2 separate regions of the Sus scrofa genome follow, and region 1 is linked to region 2. A link is a contact called in public HiChIP or PLAC-seq data. All regions are on one chromosome and are shown on one strand. The core of a region is the stretch at or near the end of the contact, and the rest is flanking DNA. Distances in the headings are between cores, read along the strand shown. Region 1 has its middle 6.4 kb from the start of MDFIC. Region 2 overlaps TFEC (transcription factor EC).

The links. HiChIP or PLAC-seq counts read pairs in DNA pulled down with a chosen protein or histone mark.
Region 1: a contact with region 2 is called in an H3K27ac HiChIP or PLAC-seq map of alveolar macrophages. The contact joins two enhancer-like sites. A contact is called at or near these places in 1 of 47 Hi-C or Micro-C datasets (epiblast stem cells) and 1 of 2 datasets of contacts at active chromatin or transcription factors (alveolar macrophages).

Annotation. Positions count from the first base shown.
Region 1 is chr18:31,130,361-31,133,803 of Sscrofa11.1, reverse strand. No RefSeq gene overlaps it. Among named protein-coding and RNA genes, the nearest start is that of MDFIC, 6.4 kb to the right of the region's middle. Within about 2 kb of position 1,308, at least 10 of the 83 cell types and tissues checked have an H3K27ac peak or open chromatin away from gene starts, as enhancers often do. A contact at or near this core is called in alveolar macrophages, where this site is marked.
Region 2 is chr18:30,204,920-30,208,851 of Sscrofa11.1, reverse strand. All of the region lies in intron 13 of TFEC (transcription factor EC), which reads right to left. Among named protein-coding and RNA genes, the nearest start is that of TFEC, 230 kb to the right of the region's middle. Within about 2 kb of position 1,976, at least 1 of the 83 cell types and tissues checked has an H3K27ac peak or open chromatin away from gene starts, as enhancers often do. A contact at or near this core is called in alveolar macrophages, where this site is marked.

The DNA.
Region 1 (3,443 bases), core at 59-2,558, 930 kb before region 2:
TTCTGCCACTAAAATAATGTGGCAACAAATAACCTATGTCCCTTGACAGGCCTGAAGGCATTTTACGGGGACTATGAACATGGGAATAGGATTTTTCCTCCTAGAATTAGGAAGAGTTATTTATACCTATGTGTTTAATGCATTAAACCAGATTCATCCTTATAAACTTTGGAATATATGTGCACAGAGACTAAGGTTGGAGACCTGGGGTAGCAAGAGAATAGTAGGGGGATCCAAGTGCCTGGGGAACGGGGACTGTGCAAAGCAGGAGAGAAGAGAATAAGGGGAGGTGGGAGGATATTTGAGAAAACGGTGCCTTTCTCTCAGAGTAGATTAAAGGTCCCACACATGAGTGAACAATGTAATTGATCTACAAACCTGCATTTTTTAATTTAGTGCCTATTTCTTAATACAAAACTTGGAAAAATGGAGGCATTGGTTTAAATACCAGAGTTGAAGTTCCCTTCTTTACCTGAGACTATAAATGAGTTGAGGGGTCATAGTAACAAAGGAGTCATCATCTTCTCCATCATTTTAAGTATCTTTGTCATGATCATCGTGCTAAAATTGCTTCTAATGGTGATTCTAGCATTGTTTTCAAGGGCCTCTTATATATGGATTGTTTTTCCGCAATACCTGGTATATCCAGGTTCACTGCCTGTGGACCTTATTATCTACTGCATGGGATACACTCATCTTCATTTGCCTTCAGTTATTCTTATCTGAAGGTGTCGCTGTCTGTCTTAACCTCCCACTCCCTTCATTCAAAACACAAGCAGGAAAGTATGGTGACAGCAAGGAAATACCCTGAAGGCCAGTGCCCCAGGCCAGAGGAGTCAGTCAGCTGAAAGAGGCACTGACTGGGAGCTTGAAAGGGAAGGAAAAGTCAAGCTAATTCAGCAACAGGAGATTCTATGCCCCATTCTTTGGTCAAACATCAACAACAGAAAATCTTTGGAACTCCTAAACACAAGATCAGACTTACCCTAGCTTCCCTGTCACTTACAGTGATGAATTCATTTACATGGCTTATCCAGATAATCACTGGGAACAAGGAGCCTGGATGTTAAGAAACTTAGCTCTGTTGTGAATCCCAGAAACAACCTTTGCCAAGTCATCTAACCTCTCTGGGGCTTTCACAATTCTGTGCCTTGTAGGCGTTAGCACTTCAGTCTGGAATTCCCGAAGATCTTTGACAGGCAAACTTTTACTCATCAACAATACTCAGCTTGGTTATCTTCTTTCTGAAATGTCCCCTGGTTCTCCCCACCCACGTCTGTAGTTACAAGCTGCTTCCTCCAGGTTCCTGCAGTACAGCCATTATTTATGTGCTGTGAGTCCCTCTCTCATTCGGCAACCCTCCCCCCACCTCCCCTGTACACTCTGAACACCCAGTCTTTCCTCTATTTTTAAAATCTAACCACCAAGCATATGATTTTACATACAGTCAACTCTCAATACATGTTGGTCGAACCTCATTTATTAAGTTTGTATTTCTTTACATGTTAAGTGAAGGATTTGGGCCTTTGGGTAGTTTACAAATATTCAAAAAGTGGAAGAATCAGTTTTCTTGGTTAAAATTTAAGGGAAGGACTTATGCATTATGGTGAAAAAGAAGAAAGAGCTCTATCTGAAGTACGAATGGGATTCCAGAAAGCTGTCCACTTGACCTTCTCCCAGGAGGTGGAGAAATAGAGTTACAACAAATGGGCCAAGAATCATGATTGCTCATTTCCCTGGCAGCTATAAAGCCATAATTGTGTGAAAGGTATTCTTTCAAGTAGCATTTTCTAATATGACCCTCTTTGGGGAGGAAGGGTGATTTTTTCTAAAACATAAAAATACCAACCTGCCTCCTTAAGAACCAGAACGCTGCACTAACGTAACTGATTCTTTCCTTAATGACTCAGGTTCTTGTTAGGGACAGTCACTGTTTCACTGAGCTGAATTCACAAAGGTGTTATGACGTGTTTATTTCCCAGTATCTGCCCTGTCTGTCAGCTGTCATTTCTTCTGCTGTCACTTTTTCTGACCTAATAGCTCCCTGAGCTAATCTCTTTGCCTCAAAGCCCCTATGCCATAAATTTTCTGTGAGGTAAAACTACAGAAGAGAAAGTTGGTGTGGAAGTGTGTGTTCACACAAAATAATGAAAAGGATTTGATAAAGTTTGTGGCCATTGTGTTGGCCCTATGCGAAGGTTGTGGAGGTTACCTGAGGTATTGAGAGGCTCAGGGTTATTTTCTGGTTTCTCTGTCTTTGGGTGTGGGGATTGCTAAAGTCATGCTTCTACCTAAATGAGGTAGGTACACATGTTTTCTGGAAAAAAACTAACCTGCTATCTGGAAATGACTGAATGAATGTACCTTAAATGATTGTAAAGCATTCACAGCATTTTTAAGTCAAGTAAAAAAATAAAATAGTTTTTAGCTGTATTCTAGAAAAACTAATTTTGGTACAATTTGGGGTTAACTGAGTGAATGTACCTTGAATGATTTAAAGCATTTAAATCCCTTTTTAACCAAGTAAACAAAAAAATACTTTTGAGCATGAACCCCTAATGTATATATGTTTATGAATTATTCATCTTTTTGTACTACTATATCATATACATTTAAAACATACTTAAACTAGAAATTACAAATGATGACATAAAAATAAAAACACACGCCCTATTATTTTCTTCTTACATTCTGGAGAATAGTCTTTTTTTTTTTCTTTTTTCTTTTTAGGGCCACACCCACAGCATATGGAAGTTCACTGGCTAGGGGACAAATGAGAGCTACAGCTGCTTGGCCTGTGCCACAGTCACAGCAACACAGGATCCGAGCCAGGTCTGCGACCTACACCACAGCTCATGGCAATGCGAGGTGTCAGGGATTGAACCCACATCCTAGTCCTCATGGACACTAGTTGAATTTTTTTTCCACTCAGCCATAACAAGAACTCCCTGGAGAATAGTCTTGTGCACCCCCTGGGAAGCATGCCCAATTGCACACCCCACTTGGAGAACTCTGGTTCAGATAACTCTGTAAGGATATTAACTTTGACTTTGGATAGGCAGACAGGTCTCTACCCAATTGAAAAGTAATGTTTTTCAAGACATTACATAAAATTAAAAAAAAAATTCTCCAGAACCTAATATGTAGCCTAGGATATAATAGCTGCTCAAGAAATGTTTGAAGGAGGGATAAAGATTAGGTAGTCCCTAATGATGCTTTATAAACTCTTTAGTTAATTGCATTTGCTTAGCTCATGTCAGACCTCTTTCACAATATGTTTTCATGTTATTACATCATCATCCATGGGGACATCACTGATCAGGAATGGTTTCAAGGCACCTCGAGATTTCACTGGCAGAGGGCTTTGAGCCAGGGCTAGGGCTTTTAATTCCAATGGAAGGCTGGTCCTCAGAGAATGTTTTCATCTACCCAGATGACTGTAG
Region 2 (3,932 bases), core at 727-3,226:
ATGCAATATATAGTTGCAGAGTCTTTTATGTTAGCTTTCTGGTTCTCTTCATTTGTTCCTGTGGATTCAAGTTACTATTTGGTATCATTTTCTTAATCCAATACAGCTTTGTTCCATATGTTTTAGGCTCACCGATAAAATTATATAAATATTATTTTATGTAGTTTTTAAGTCAATTAAAAGAAGAAATAATATATGCATTTATAATATCATTTTAAATTACCTATTTACCTTTACCGATGATCTTTTTTGTGTGTGGATCTAATTTATTATTAAATGAGAAATTACCACAGTATATGGAAGAGTCCAGTTTGTATTTGTGAATAAGATAATTTGGAATAAAAAGTAACAAAATGTCAATCACTGTGATTATGATTTATATCAATTTGAAAGTCTTTTATTCATATTTGTTCATACATTAATGTGTTCTAATTTCTATAAAATGAGTATGCTACTTTATAATAAGTGAGTGTGCTTTAAAACCCTAGATTCTAAAATGGCACATTCTTATTTTTAAGTTTTTCAGTTACAAGTTCTTTTAGGCCTTTTAAATTTTCTTTGAGTATCTCATTCCACTCACTTAACTTCAAGAATATTGGTGAAAGGTGCAATGTCTCTGGACCATAGTGGAATATGCTTGAACAATACAAAAATCTCATTTATAATCATCCTGGGCAAAGAATTTACTTTTCTCAATGAAAATTGTTGCAGTTTGTCAAGAAGAAAAATTTCCCTGAAGAAGATAAAAATGGGAAAGCAACTTAAAATGGAATAAGTCAGTCTCTCAAATAAGCAACATTTTGGAAAATTTTGCATCTTATTCTTGTATTTTTAGTCATAAATAAGGTTTATTTGTAGAAGACAAAATCAAAGCATGTCATACAGTTGAGCTGGCATTCTCATGGATAAATGCGTAAGATGATGCTAAGGAAACTGACACAAAACACTTGATTGTGCCAACTTAGAAGTTCCCTCATTTCTCCTAGGAATAAATAAATGGAAGAGAACATTGCACCCTAATGGGGGATAGAAGTATTTTCATATAATTTAATCTAATTTAATTTTTTTTTTTTTGTCCTTTTGCCTTTTCTAGGGCCGCTCCCACATATGGAGGTTCCCAGGCTAGGGGTCCAATCAGAGCTGTAGCTGCCGGCCACAGCCACAGCCACAGCAATGCAGGATCTGAGCCACGTCTGCAACCTACATCACAGCTCACAGCAATGCTGGATCCATAACCCACTAAGCAAGGCCAGGGATCGAACCCTCAACCTCATGGTTCCTAGATGGATTCGTTAACCACTGAGCCACGATGGGAACACCCTAATTTAATTTTTTAAGCAACACATTAGACTTTTATCTTTCATTCAGATTTCTTTTTTTGAAGTTCCAATACATTTTATTTTGTATTGTTTTAAGGTATGCCACAGTGCTTTTAAATAGGGCTTATTTGTGGATGAACTTCTTTCAATTCATCATATTTTCATTCATTTCTTAAATATATTACCACAGATACGTTTCAGTGAAGATAGGTTAATAAAAATTAACCTCCTTAATTATATTTCTTTTCTTTTTTGGTAGTTTTAATATGCAGAATGAGTTAAATAATACTGAAAACTGATACTTAAGACCTCAAAATGACAGCACTGTCCACTAGAGGCCACATACAGCTTAGGAAAAATGAGGAGAACCATTTAAGATGATTGAAGTGTATATACCCAATTATGGGCTTTATTTTTATGAAAAAGGACCTTTGTAGAAGAAAACTAGAATCTCTCATTAGATGGCAGGGAAAATTAGACAACTTTAAAAAGTCAATGAGTGAACGTTAAACATTTTGCTTTCCAAAATATTAATTTCATAGGCGGCAATAACTTCATTGCTCCCTGATTATTGGCAAAGTCAAGACATGCATGTTCTCCTTTTGAACACTGTATTAATGAAATTGAAGGTTGTGTGCTTTACGTAATGTATGTTCTGCAACATTTTGAAAGCTTAGCTGGGAATCCCTGTGGTGCTGACTGAAGGAAAAAAGGAAGCAAAGTCTTCTCCAGTTTTTAAAAACCAGAAGTATTTTTCAGAAGTCATGTATGAAATAAACTGCTTATGAGAAAATGACTGTAATGCTGCCTCAGTTTTCAGTGATAGAGGGATCTGTTTAAAACACTCTGACATAAAAAATAAATCAGCTTTAACTTCAATTATTAAGTGCTAAAGTAGCATTCTTTGATAGAAAGGGGTGGGTTTCTGGCATTGCAATGATAAATATGTATGAAAAGAGTTATGTCACCATGGAAACCAAAACCTTGCCGTATTTTTTTAGACAAGGCAAATAGTATAATAGAAACTAGGGATCTCTAAAGACATTGTTGAAGACCAATCACTATTAGCTATGTTTTTATATTCTTAAGTTTTAATATTTCTTAGTTTTTAGTATTCATTTAAAGTTCTGAGGAAAACTTTGGGATTTTTATCAAGTCAATTTTGAAATTTCAAGCATTTTAATGACTATTTCTAAATAAGCATTTGCAATTGTCGGCATAGTTGCATTATTAACTAATGTGATTTACAAACTTTGAACGTCCTTCTGAAGAAATCAAATGTGTATTTCTTTAGGATAACATGGCCTCTCATATAGACATGTAGGCAGTTAGCTTTTATATTTCTTCTTCAGCTTTTGCTTCCTATAAGTGATTCCTGGATTAGAAGTGATGAAGGTTAATATCTGAATCCAATGATGTTTTTCCTGTGACAAATTTTATAAGTACTTTCTGGAGTTTCTGATAGAGTGTCCCTGGCTTTTTAGTCGGGACTACTTCCTGCTAGGAGCCAATACATTTCATATTCCCTCTTTCCCTAAAAGTACAGAGTTCAATTATTTTTAATGACTTAATTTTAAGTATAATTTTAAATGAAGGGTATGGTAGGCAAGCCAGATATACCTTCCAACGTAAGAGGCAATATTTTCAACAGAAAAGAGTACTGATATCCAAATGTCTAAACCTAGTTCTATTATTTAAAGAGCAGTTTGGCCTGGAAAAACTATCTCATCTCTCAGAGCCTTCATTTCTATGTTTCTAAAATGGGACTTATTATTTATCCATATGATCAGGATTATTTTGAGAATCATTGTTTACTTTAAAAATCTTTTTAAAATTGTGAATTATATTTCGAATATAAGGTGAAATTAGGTTTTATGGCAGATTAAAAACTCACCCAGGCAAATCTTGTATAATACTACTATATGATAACCTAAGTTAAGTTTATAGCTCATAAGGTACATCTAGACTGTGCTTATGCTATGCCAAAATATCTGGTTCACAATGGGACCGAATAAAACCAACAAGCTTTTGCACAGCAAAGGAAACCAAAAAGAAAACAAAAAGACAACTTACAGAATGGGAGAAAGTAATTTAAAAAGAGGCAACTAACAAGGGCTTAATCTCTAAAATATACAAACAACTATACAATTCAACAGCAAAAAAGCCAACAACCCAATTGAAAAATGGGCAAAAGACCTGAAAGAAGAAATACAGATGGCCAACAAGCACATGGAAAAATGTTCAACATCACTGATTATTAGAGAAATGCAAATCAAAACTACTATGATGGACCACTTCAAACCAGTTAGAATGGTCTGCATTAATAAGTCCACAAATAGCAAATGCTGGAGAGGGTATGAAGAAAAGGGAACCCTTCTACACTGTTAGTGGGAATGTAAATTGGTAGAACCACTATGGAAAACAGTATGGAGGTACCTTAGAAAACTAAATATAGAACTACCATATGACCCAGCAATCCCACTCTTGGGCATATATCCAGACAAAGTGTACCTTGAAAAAGACACATGCACATGTATGTTCATTGCAGCACTATATACAATAGCCAAGACATGGAAACAACCTAAATGTCCATTGACAGATGAATGGATTTAG